Linked DNA regions of Mus musculus: region 1 is linked to region 2. The links are chromatin contacts, called in public promoter capture Hi-C maps. All regions are on one chromosome and are shown on one strand. The core of a region is the stretch at or near the end of the contact, and the rest is flanking DNA. Distances in the headings are between cores, read along the strand shown.

Region 1 (6,330 bases), core at 2,505-5,004, 1.3 Mb after region 2:
CTGTCCCCATCACAATGAGATGTCTGAAACTACAAAGTGATCAGGCCAGGAGAGAACTGTCGTCCACACACTGCCTTTGTCGGCCAGCCTCACTTCTTACCTATTTCAACCATCAGCACAAAGGTGTTCAGAAAGATGAGGGAGATGATGAATTTCGAGAAGACAGAACCTGTTTTTTTTTTCTTTTAAGGAAGCATGCTGATGAAGTGCGTTCTCATTTATACAGCTTAAATAATAAAGACTACAATGTCAGATATGAGGATTTGAAGGAAACAGTTTGAGAGAGGAAAAGTAACCAACAGGAGAGGAACAGCCATAGATAAGAGCACAAAAGGATACTATCAAGGACCCATCCAGCCCACAAGGAAAGAGGGGGCATTCGACTGCACCGCACGCGAAGCCTGCTCAGCAACCGCCGCGAGTGTGTGATGTGCCCCATTCGCCGAGGCTTTATGGAGAAGCGCACTAGCTGCTCCTGATCTCCTGACATGAGTTTCTGCTGGTAAGAAGGATCTGTAACAAAAATGAGAAGGTAACTGGAGAGGCCTGCTATTCAGCTTGAGTGCACCTGAGCTGGCAACACCTAAGCCTGCCTTCACATCTCCCCAGCCTCCTCCCAAAACACAAAGGACAGTAGATAAATATACAGGCCGGCTGGAGGACTGTGGCGAGCAGGTAGCGTTGGGTTAGGGATGCCAGTGAAATAATGGACCCTCCTCTGCCTTGTAAGGTGCTCTTTCCCAAAGCAACTGAGAATTAGTTGAAAGTGAAAATGTGTAGTTTCTCACTAACACTGACTGTGCCCATGAAAGCAACAGGGACAAAGTGTTATTTTGTTTTAGTCCCAGCTGCTTTAGAACCTGGTGTGTAGAGCAGGCTCTCTCCAACTCAGAGATCCACCGGCTGCCGCCTTCTGAGTACGCACATTAAATGCCTGTGCTACCACTACCAGCAGCCCAGAAACCTTAAAGTTTTAAGTACTTTTGGTGTGAACTTTTCCAAGTCAGTCAGGGTACCCAACTAGGACTCAGAGGAAGTGATTAGAGGTCCTATACATAGATTCTAAGAGTTTTATTCATAAAGCTCTGAGTTTATCACATGTCATGTTGCTTCTTATCCCTAGATTTCCTTTTTTTAAAAAAGATTTTATTTATTATACATAAGTATACTGTAGCTGTCTTCAGATCTCACTATGGGTGGTTGTGAACCACCATGTGGTTGCTGGGATTTGAACTCAGGTCCTCCGGAAGAGCAGTCAGTGCTCTTAACCACTGAGCCATCTCACCAGCCCCCCTAAATTTTCTTTTATTTGTACTTAAAAAAAAAAAATACCGCTGAGCGTGGTGGCACATGCCTTTAATCCCAGCACTCAGGAGGCAGAGGCAGAGGCAGGAGGATTTCTGAGTTTGAGGCCAGCCTGGTCTACAAAGTGAGTTCCAGGACAGCCAGGGCTACACAGAGAAACCCTGACTCGAAAAAACAAAAACAACATAAAAAAATAGCATTTATTCGTGTGGGGGGGTGGTCAGAGCATAATTGTAGGGGTAGGTTGTATTCTTGTACCATATGGGTTCTGAAGATAGAGCTTAGTTTACAGAGCAAGTGCCTATGTTCACTAAGCTATGTTTTCTCTGGCCTTACTCATATTGTTCTCAACCAAGGATGGCCTTGAATTCCTGGTGTCTCCTCCTCCAGAGTGCTGGGATTCACCCATACCTGGTTTCTTTCTTTCCTTTTTAATTTTTTTCTTTTTCTTTTTTTCTAATAGTTGTGTATGTGTGTGTTGTGTGTACATGTGTAGGCCAGAGGACAACTTTTGGGAATCAGTTCTCTCCTTCCAGGTAGGTTCTGAGAATCAGACTCAGGCTATCATTATTAGCTGCAGGCACCTTTACTCTTGCCGGCTCTAATTTTGTTTGCTTGTTTGTTTCATTTTGTTTTCTGAACCAGGACCTGGCTATGTAACCCAAGCTGGTCTTTATTATTTAAAGCCCAAGTGACCCCGGATTCAGTCATGGACCGTTATTCCTGGCTCCACCCTTAAGTATGTCTCACTTTCTCTTGAGGATATGGACAGGAATATCACGTTTAGTGTGAATGAGGGTTACTAACCAAGTATCTCCCGGAGAGTGTGCCTTGGTACGGCTTGGCTCAAGCCCTGCAAATGCTCTATGAGCGAGAAAGTGTCAATGAGCTTTGAACGGATAGCATCAGCTCTGAGCAGCTGGAAATGTCCTTGTTCTTGTGCCATGTCTGTTAAGAAAGTAGAACCAAGGATGTCATGCTTAAGAATTATACTACAATTAGCAGGCTCTCTCCTCCCCCAGCTTCTTTGCCTTTTAGAGATTCAAGAAGCCCACACAAAAAAAGCTATGAGCAGTTAAGAATAAACACATTGAAAGACTCAAAGGTATTTTGTTGTTGTTCGGTACGGATTTTGTTTTTCATCTAAGCAAAAGACATAAAAGTCATAAGAAGCTAGGCAGTGGTGGTGCACGCCTTTAATCCCAGCACTTGGGAGGCAGAGGCAGGCGGATTTCTGAGTTAGAGGCCAGGCTGGTCTATAAAGTGAGTTCCAGGACAGCCAGGGCTGCACAGAGAAACCCTGTCTCGAAAAGCCAAAAACAACAACAACAACAAAAAAAAAACAAAAACAAAAGTCATAAGAAATATCTTCACAGCTAACTAAATATTCGGGTTATTTTCACTTTCTGACAGCATTTGTAATTAAACACTTCTTTTTGAAAATTAGGCTTAAATGTTAGGCAGGTGGCCCATGGCTTGGATCCCAGCGCTCTGGAGATAGAGGCAGGCAAATCTCAGAGCTCAAAGACAGCCTAGTGAAGGACAGCCAGGGCTACACAGAGAAACTATCTTGAAAAACAAACAAAAATCAGTTTAAAAGGCAGGCAGTGTAGACAGATATTCCAGTCTCAAGAGGATGGTGGATCTCTGTTGAGTTCCACATTTGCCTGGTCTATATAGTGAGTTCCAGGGCAGCCAATCCTCCTTGCCTCAAAAAAAAAAAAAAAAAAAAAAAAAGGTGAAAGCTGAGCCTGTGCCTATTAGTACGTAGTGCACACTATCAGTCTCAGCCACTCGAGAGGCTGAGGCCAGAGGATGGAAAGTTCTAGACCTTCGCGGATTACAGTATGAAGTCAAGGCCAGCCTGGACACCTTGGTGTGAACATGACTCAAAAAGTCAAAAGAGGACTAGGGATGTAATCCAGTGTTGGATCACTTGCCCAGCAATGTGCAAGGTTCTGGGCTCAATCCTCAGCTACCCACCCTCTCAAACAAACCAACAAACAACAATGGGGGGGGGGGGAGCAGCAGGCAGGGAGGGCAGAGGCCTAAGGCTGGACAAAGAATACAGACCTCACGTGGACCTGACAAAGCAGGATACGAGGTAGGGCAGCGGCAGGATGTAGACTTACTACGCCCTATAATTGGACAAAGCAACAGCCTGACATTTGGAAAACGTGTCGCGGTGCGCTCAAGTGCGTGCGCGCCCCAATGCCCCGGAGGGAGGGAGCCGGACAGACAGCTCAAGCTCCCCTCCAGCCCTTTCGCGGGCCTCACTTCCGCCCACTCAGCCCTGACTTCACCCCTCCGCCTTCCGCGCCGGCGCCCAGAGCTTCACTCCTCCCCAGCGGGTGGCGCTCAGGGCCGCTCCGGCTTCGCTGAGCCCCCTACTTCCCACCGACCCCCCGTCCAGGCCTCCGCCACAGCCAGACCGGCGGGCGTTCGCCTAAGCGTCCGCCCCGCCTCGCCCCGCGCGCCCGCCAATCGGCAGTTACCAGCTGTTCCGCCCGCCCGACGCTGCGTGACGCAGCCAATCGGCGGCTGCCACACTGCGGGCCCCGAGCAGGCCTAGGGGGTTGGGACCTCGGCAGCGGGTCTGCCCGGGCCAGACGCGCGAGCGCAGGCAAGCGGCTGCAGATTGCGGGCTCTCCCATCTCATTTCTCCGGTCCCGGCCCTCCGACCGCGACCCGCCGCCATGCGCTTCAGCTGCCTAGCTCTGCTCCCGGGCGTGGCGCTGCTGCTCGCCTCGGCCCGTCTCGCCGCCGCCTCCGATGTGTTGGAACTGACGGACGAAAACTTCGAGAGTCGCGTCTCCGACACGGGCTCGGCGGGGCTCATGCTAGTCGAGTTCTTCGCCCCCTGGTGAGGCCACTTTGCGGGATCAGGGCCGGAGGACCGGCTGGGCGCGGGAGCGGTTGGGCCTACGCAGCGCGGGCGCCCTCCACTATCTAGCAGGCCTGGCTGCGGCTGCCTCATTGCCAGTCGGTGGGGAACCGGGAGGCGCTCCGCCCGGGGTGGGGGGTGGGGTGAGGACGAGGTAGGGTGGGGACGGGGGCAGATCCGGAAAGCAGAAAGCCTAAACTCCAGGGTAGGGCCACGTCCTTACCTCCGCGTTCTTGCAGCACTTCCTATGTGGAGGGTTCTCCCATCCCCTCCCCCTCCGGTCTATCTTTCAGTATCTAGGTGAGTCAGTGTATGTGTCCCCAGGTCTGCAGACAAGGCTGGCATCCCAAAGCCTTCAGAGAGGAGGCAGAGGTCCTCTTTTAAGTGGTGAGGTTCTGGGGTTTTTTTTTTTTCTCTTTTTGTCTCCACCCCATTAGAGCCATTGGTTTCTAACCAAGGTCACTCTGTAGCTGCAGAAAGATCCTAAGTGCTTTCTTGAGACAGGCCATTAGTTGGTTCATGGCATGGCTTACACTATTTTACATTAAGCTGCAGAGGCCTCTTATTAAAAGAGTAAACCAACAAGAATTATTTCACTAGGACCTATCATAATTTCAGTATTAAATAATTCTAGAAAATGATAACATTCTGGATAAGAAAGTTACCACTGCTTAACCTAAGAAAAGGGTAAGTTCTATCGAGTGGGTGTGACCCCAAATAAAAACTTTGCTTGGGAAGGGAGAGCAAATAGGATTTCTAGTTTTGTCACTTAGAGTAGTGGATAGGATAATTTACCAATTATTTATTACAAGGGCATACAGTTTAGAGGATGTCAATATTTTTTCCCTCCTAGCACAATGACCCTTAATTCAAACCTGTTCAAAAGTATCAGTAAGACAGAGTGTGATAGTTACACTGTAACTTACCTTTGCTTCTGACCCAGTGGGATTGTTAACATCTCTAGCTTCTCTGACTTAGATGGTCACACTCAAAAGTCCTGTAGTGAAGACTGCCTAAAGAGGCAGGAAGCAAATTGTGTTTCAGTTCAGGCTTCTGTGGTTGACAGTCACATTGATTACACATTATAGATAGCATCTATATGTCTCTAGAATTCGTGTTCTCTCCGAATTTATCATAGTTACATAATGGTGCTGTTAACTGAGGGGGTGTCGCTTGGGTCTGGCTTCTTTGTCTGAAGGAGGTCATACAATTGAAGAATTGTGGGCTCTTACACAATTAGAGTTTTTAGTCAAGGCTTTGGAATATGGTTCAGTGCTTGCCTAGCATGTCCAATCCCCATTGAAACACACACACATGAGAACATATATATTCTTAAGAAACAAGTCTCTGTACACTCTAGGCTGACCTCTTCTTACTCTAGCCTCTTTTTTTTTTCTTTTTCTTTTGAGATAGGGTCTCCTATTGCCTAGTTAGCCTTCATTTCATGATCCTTTTATTCTGAATGCCCCAGGCACCTGACTTCAGACTTGTCTTTCTACTAAAAATTGTTGTGCCTGCTTTCCACAAGACTACATATCCCATCGTACATTGAGCGATTTAAGAGTTGCGTGGATTTCTGCTGTGGTGTCTGCTTTTAGTTGGCTGAGAAGATAAAGTCATCTTCCACATTGCCAGTAGGAAAGATTGGTTTTCTGAGGAGGCAGTTTAAAGTGAAGGAAGTCTCCTGTTAGTAATTTCATTATTTCTACATACTCATCTATTTTAACAGTTGTAAAAATTTTTTTAAATTTGTTAGTTTGCTTGTTTTTCTGAGACAAAGTCTTAAGTAGCTCAGGTTGGGCTCGAATTCCTTACCCTTGAGTCTCCCCAAATGCTGAGCGTATAGCCACCACACCAAGCTCTGGAGATTGATTAATTGATTGACTGATTTACTCTTTTCCCTTGCATATAACAGCAGTACCATCCCCTGTTAGCAAATAGAAATTTTTTTTTAAGGATGTGCAACCACTACCCAGTTTTTTTTTTAAGGTTTATTTATATCTAAGTACACTGTAGCTGTCTTCAGACACACCAGAAGAGAGTGCCAGATCTCATTACGGATGGTTGTGAGCCACCATGTGGTTGCTGGATTTGAACTCAGGACCTTCAGTAGAGCAGTCAGTGCTCTTAACCACTGAGCC
Region 2 (6,307 bases), core at 3,780-6,279:
GGCTGCTTCATATTGGAAGAATGTTTTTATTGGTTTGTTTTTATTTTTCAATTCTTGTGATTAAACCTAAGACCCTGGGCATACTAGGCAAGCACTTTACTGCTGAGCTACAGCGCAACCCCAACTGGAATACAATTCACATACTAGAAAATGTACTCATCTAAAATGTAGATCCGTGTGTGGTTTACTCTCAGAGTTCTATAATCAGTACCATTACCCAGTTTCAGAGCACTCTTAGCACTCCAAAAAGAATCTGCGTACTCGTGAACAGTCTCCCTTCAATGCCTGTGCACACGAGAACCCAGCTGTCCCAGCACCTGTTGAGGGACCTAGTCTTTTTCCATTGAACTGTTACTCGTATCTTATCAAGTATCAGTTGACCATAAATATGAAGGTCTATTTTGGGGTTCCCAGGTCCATTGATCTGTCTGTCCTTTGCTGGTGCACGCTGCTTCATTTTCAGTAGTTACATGATAAATTCTAAATCTAAACTGTTCTTTTTCAGAGCTGTCTTCTGTAATCCTAAAAATTATAGATATAGCCTGTCAATTACTGCCTCAAACAAACATTAAAAAAAAAAAAAAAAGCAAAGATTTTAATGGGAATTATTTTGAATCTGACAACCAATTCAGGCGAGGCATGGTGGCATACGCCTATAACCCCAGAACTCCAGAGGCAGGAGTAGGAGCATTACCACAAGTCTGAGGCCACCCTGGGCTGTATAGTAGGTCCAGGCCACGAAATAACATACATCGAGACAGAAAGCAGTTCAGGAGCACTGCCTTCTTAATATGGCCTCCAATCCACAGGTACTGGGTGGTTTTTCCATTTAGTTCCTCCTTAACTTCTTTCAGTGATGCCTCTAATTTTCCAGGCAGAGAAGTCTTGCCTTTCTTTTTGTTGGGCTTATTCCAAGGTGTCAATACTTCATCCTTTTTGGATGCTATCACAAACAGGTTAGTTTGCTTAATGTCACTTTGAGGCTGTTCATCTCATGTTTATACAAATACAACAGATTTCTGTCTTTTGTCAAGATATTTTAAATATAAAACACCATGTGGTCTGCCAACAGTTTTACTCTTGCAATCTGGACACAGCTTGTGTCTTTTCCTGCTTTATTGCCCTGCTCCCTGCCCCTTTAAAGCCTGTCTAGTTTGTTTCAGTTCTGGGGATTGAATCTAGGACGTCACACAAGCTAGGTAAGTACCACCCCTGAGCTAGCCCCCGCCCAGTCTACATAGTTTCTGAAGTCACTTTTTTTCTCATTATAATATGAAACATGCCAAAGTACAGGAGCAAGAGAGGAAGTAGAACTCCTAAGAGCAAGGTTGCCATCTGTAGTTTGAATAGATCTCTGGGGCACCTCCCGAGCTTTACAGTGGAATGATTTTGCTTTATAGCAGCTGGACCCAGTGATCTTTTTTTCCCTAGAGCCTCTGAAATCAATTTCTAAATAAATTTCTTTTTAATTGTGTGTGTTTGTGTGTGTGTGTGTGTTCGCACATGTAAATGCAGGTGCCCATGAAGTCCAGAAGAGGGCATTGGATTCCCTGGGGCTGGTATGAGCCACCAGACATGTGTATTGGGAACCAAACTCCAAACATCTTCTGGATGTTTGGGTCTTTTGGAAGAACAGGAAGTGCTCTTAACTGTGGAACTAAGCCATGAAACTTTTTTCTTTCCAAGTTTTAGACATAAGCCCAACACCTGCCCTTTCTTAGTTATGAAAATCAAAGATGATATGGTCACTTTTACTAGTGCTAATCCCTTCTCCTTCTCTGGACAATTTTTCCTTGCCAGCCAGAAGTAGACTATTTAACACTTCTTACTATATATCCTGTCTTCTGAGAAATAAAATAACCAGACAATAGAGCTGTCAGCCGTTTAACCATTACCCTAAGGAGACTTTGACAAATATCTCTACCACATCTGAAGCTTCCTCCAGCCTTTCACTGCTAAGATCTATAGGCGATTCTACCAATCTGTTCTTTCCATTTAACTTCAACCTCACTCTTTATTTACCCTCTTCCTGGCACTTGCCCCCCCCCCCCTTGGTGAGCATCTGTACAGGGGTGAGCAGATTTTCTCACTACCCCAGGCTCTTCAGGCATTCTACCTGGAAAACTTTCCATCAAAATGAAGGACACACTTAGCTGCCTCACTTCTGTGACTGTCCTGGTCCAGCGCATATAATGTGACTTCTGTTTTCTCCAAAACAAGAGAGAAAAATAAAGTTTGTGGGAGTAAGACACATAATCAAAGGTTATGATGAATGGCTTACAATAAAGAGGAATGTTTCCCTCCATGATGCCGTGGCTCCTGTGTTAGTCAAATGGAAAAGAATAAGTGACTTCATAGATAAGCCCCTTCCCCAAGTTTCTGTGAACACTTAGTACTTCCAGCTAGAAGCAAAGCACCCAGGTCCCTAGCCAGGACCTAACTAAAGCAAGGTCCAAGAAGGCCAGCTCTCATGGACATCTCCTTTGTTTACCTCTCTAAGTGCCAAGTCTCCAGGACAGGTGCCCTCTGTTTACTGTTTTCCTCCTGGAAACCAATCACTTCCCCCTACTGCTCTCTAAAACCAATTTCAGATGCCACAAGTGAAGATTCATCCAGCTTCCTGTCTGTAGTATCTTCTTCTAACCCCAAGGTCCACTTTGGGCCCTTTGTGGAATAGCAAAGCCACTGGCCCAAGCTCCCAGCTAAGGTGATTCCTCCCTGGGTTGCAGCTTCTACTGAGTTCCAGCTCTAAAAAGGGCTTAAGAAGTATAGCCATAAGCCAAGCGTGGTGGTGCACACCTTTAATCCCAGCACTCAGGAGGCAGAGGCAGGTGGCTTTCTGAGTTCCAGGCCAGTCTGGTCTACAAAGTGAGTTCCAGGACAGCCAGGGCTATACAGAGAAACCCTGTCTCGAAAAACCAAAAAAAAAAAAAAAAAAAAAAAGAAGTAGAGCCATGAGTCAAATCTCAGAACCTGCCTTTTAGCCCTCTCCCACAAAGCTTCTCAAAACTGAAGCACAGAAGAATGAGAATATAACAAAATAATATGAGGCGGGGAAAGAGGATTGCTCCACCTTCCTGAGAATTGCGTTGTACTCTCCTACCTGAGGCTTGTTTACGAGTCAGGCTACAGTCAGAGGAATGCACTGTCTTCAGGCTAGGTCAGTACAGAATCAAGAAAGGCTCCCTAATTATGCATAGGTACCGTGAGGCCCATGGCACGTACAGGAGGAAATGGTGGGACTGCTGTGTATCTGCCACCAGTACATTTTAAAATGCTATACTCTTATTGCTCTAAGCTTAAAAGTTCTCTCTTCACTCCTGTAATATTATCCTGATAATTCACAACTGCGACTACCAAGACCTTAATGTACCACCTGCTTGCCATTTATTTTGTTTTTGTTTCCTAGGTTTTGTTGCTGTTCTTATTGCTGTTGTTTTGAAGACGGTCTTTTGTTGTCTAGTCAGGGTTATCCTAGATTGCGTTATGTAGCCCAGGCTGGCCTGGAAGGCAAAATAACCATGATCCAGCTTCCCCAGTCCTTGGATTACAGGCAAGCACCATCTCAACTAGCCCTTTGCATCTGTCAGTTACTGTAATATTTCTAGGTTCATTTCTGAGTTAACATATTCAACACTGTTTTCAGCTAATTTAAAAGCATTACATGAAATAATTTCAACATTATTTTCCCCCTCTCTTCGTTCACATTTCAAACTACAGTGTATTGCCTTTGTTGAGTTCATTCACAGTGTATCTACAGGCCTGGATTTAACATATTTCTTGTAGTGACAACTTTTCTATTTTTTTGGAACTCTTTAGGTCACAGGAGGGGAAAAAAAGGAGGTCATACCTAAAAGAAATGGCATGTCCCCAAGACAGATGCAGTTTTCTGAACACCTGTTGAACATCAAATGATGATGAGTGTTCTAATTCCAAAACTCAGGATCCAGATCTTAAATGTTCAGTCACTTTGCTTCGTCTGATAAGGATTTGAACGTCGATTCTTCCCAAAGATAGGGAAATAGACGCCTCATTTAAAAAGCAGTCCGTTTCATTGTAAATTATTTCTCATCGAGTCACTCTAGAGGAAGCTGTGTGGTTGGAACTGCAGGGCAAGCCGGTTATTGCTTCCGGAGACAGAGTGACCGTGACAAATATTTTCAGTTTGTCAAGGGTGAAGAAATGGAAACTAGCAAACAGTAACCTGACACTCCCCTTCAGTCCACAGGCTGGTGAGGCAGCTACACTGTAGGCTAACTTCCTATAGACCATAAAGCTGGATGATAGCAGCCCCGCCGCTGTGGCGGAACGTGGCACCTAGGGCATGGCAATACTCCTACTGTGGCATTCACTCATTCATTCATTCGTTCGTTCGTTCATTCATTCTCACTGTGCTGGAAGGTTACCTCTCCACCTAGGAGCCGCATTCCTTCATTATCACTTTCAGCACTAGGTTGCACTAATGATGAGCCTTGCCTTCTCTCCCTTTCCTGCACTCCCAGGCCAGGGTGACAGGCTCAAGGAAGGCCTTGGCAACAGCAAGGAAGGGGCTCGCAGCGCGCTGGGGGCCGGTCTCAGGGGAGGGAGCCTTGGGAAACGGGACCCGGGAAGGCGACGGGCCACCAAGCTCGGAGTGTAACCTGAGGGCAGGCCGTGCGCTAGCGGAGGGGTAGCGAGCCGACGAGGCAAATTACCTGATGAACGTGGTCTTGCCCGTGCTGTACTGGCCCACCAGCAGGATCATGGGCTTGTTTTCGAAGTCGGCGTCCTCCAGCGCTGGCGAGTGAAACTCGTGGAAGCGGTACGCCTCCTCCAGCGGCAGCACCTTGCGCTGGTACAGAGAGCGCAGGCCGCCCGTCACCGTCTGCACCGCGTCCATGCCGCCCGAGCGCTCGCGCCCGCCAGCCTGCCGCCCCATCCAGCTGAACATGCTGCCGCCCCACAACTTGCCGCCGCCGCCGCCGCACTTCAGTAAGAACCCCAGAACCCGCGTCGCTCGCTCTCTGTGCCCGACAGTAGCTCTCGCCGCCGCCCGCTCCTGGGTCCGCCCCCTGCCGCAACGACCAATCATCAGCCGCTGCGTCACGGGCGCGCGCTCATTATTCAGCAGCGATCTCAGGTCCTTCCTCATTGGGCGTTTGCCAGCGACTGGGTGGAAGCTCTAGCCAATGGAAAGGCGATCCTTGAATTATTGATGACGGCATCGGTCTAGAGGGCTGATCCCGGAGAGGGTGTAGTCCAGGCGGGGTGACACAGGCGCGTCTACCCGGGTACATCCTTCTGGCCAGGTGGCGTTGGCTTCCGGGCAAGTCTGAGCTGGCAAGAATGAACCACCGGAGGCTGTCCTCCTGGAACTCGACTCATCCCAAGTCTCCGGACGTGGATACTGGGGACAGAAAACTCAGAAAGTTGACAGACAAGTTCCTTTTCCTGGGGCAGGTTATTGCCCTGTTTACTACTGTCGAAGATACTCAGGCTCACCGATATAATTGGCAAAAATTGGAGAGAAAATGGACTTCAATCTATTTGCGCAGACACTTCTGCCTCCATTCAACTCTGGATCAATTAAAGGCCTCTTTCTGCTAGACACTAGTAGAAATAATTGACCATCACCTGTGTATCCTAAGCGAGAAATAGTGTTAGCGCATTTTCAGTGTGGCCAATGAGGCCAGCTGCATAGGAATAACCCAAGAGGCTTGTTAAAATGCAGGTCTCTAGTTCTTGATACAGACCCACCAAATAAAATGTTGAGAGATGCAGCTCAACAAATGCCTGCAGATGATTCTTGTCTGCATAAAGTTTGGAGAAAGATTGTGTGGGAATGACTTCTTGAACTTGGTGGAAATGCAGAGCTGATTCAGCAAGTAGTTGTAAAATTGCATTTTAAAGATCGTTCAGGTGTTGCCAGTGCAGCAAGGGTGGTTTTGTTGTTGGTGGTGGTGGTGGTGGGGTTTGGTTTGGTTTGGGTTTTTTATTTATTTGTTTATTTTTATTTTATTTTATTTTATTTTACTTTTATTTTGATTTTTCAAGACAGGGTTTCTCTGTGTAGCCATGGCTGTCCTGGAACTCATCTGTAGACCAGGCTGGCCTCGAACTCAGAAATCGGCCTGCCTGTGCCTGTGCCTCTGCCTCTGCCTCTCTGCCTCTCTGCCTCTCTGCCTCTCTGTCTCTCTCTGCCTCTCTGTCTTTCTCTGCCTCTCTGTCTCTCTCTGCCTCTCTGTCTCTCTCTGCCTCTCTCTCTCTGCCTCTCTCTCTCTCTCTGCCTCTCTGTCTCTCTCTGCCTCTCTCTCTCTCTGCCTCTCTC

The links. Capture Hi-C pulls out chosen DNA fragments and counts their contacts.
Region 1: a contact with region 2 is called in a promoter capture Hi-C map of pancreatic islet. The contact joins the promoter of Catsper2 here to the promoter of Ehd4 in region 2. A contact is called at or near these places in 2 of 39 promoter capture datasets (erythroid cells and liver), 1 of 115 datasets of contacts at active chromatin or transcription factors (pancreatic cancer cells) and 3 of 9 other capture datasets (adipose tissue, liver and pancreatic islet).

The regions. Positions count from the first base shown.
Region 1 is chr2:121,410,038-121,416,367 of GRCm38.p6, forward strand. It overlaps Catsper2 (cation channel, sperm associated 2), which reads right to left and starts at 3,755. Exons shown (of 13, transcript NM_153075.3): 1 at 3,379-3,755; 2 at 2,113-2,253; 3 at 340-513; 4 at 101-169. The coding sequence starts at 2,251. Pdia3 (protein disulfide isomerase associated 3) reads left to right here and starts at 3,865. Exons shown (of 13, transcript NM_007952.2): 1 at 3,865-4,168. The coding sequence starts at 4,002.
Region 2 is chr2:120,149,546-120,155,852 of GRCm38.p6, forward strand. Ehd4 (EH-domain containing 4) reads right to left here and starts at 5,030. Exons shown (of 6, transcript NM_133838.4): 1 at 4,695-5,030. The coding sequence starts at 4,930.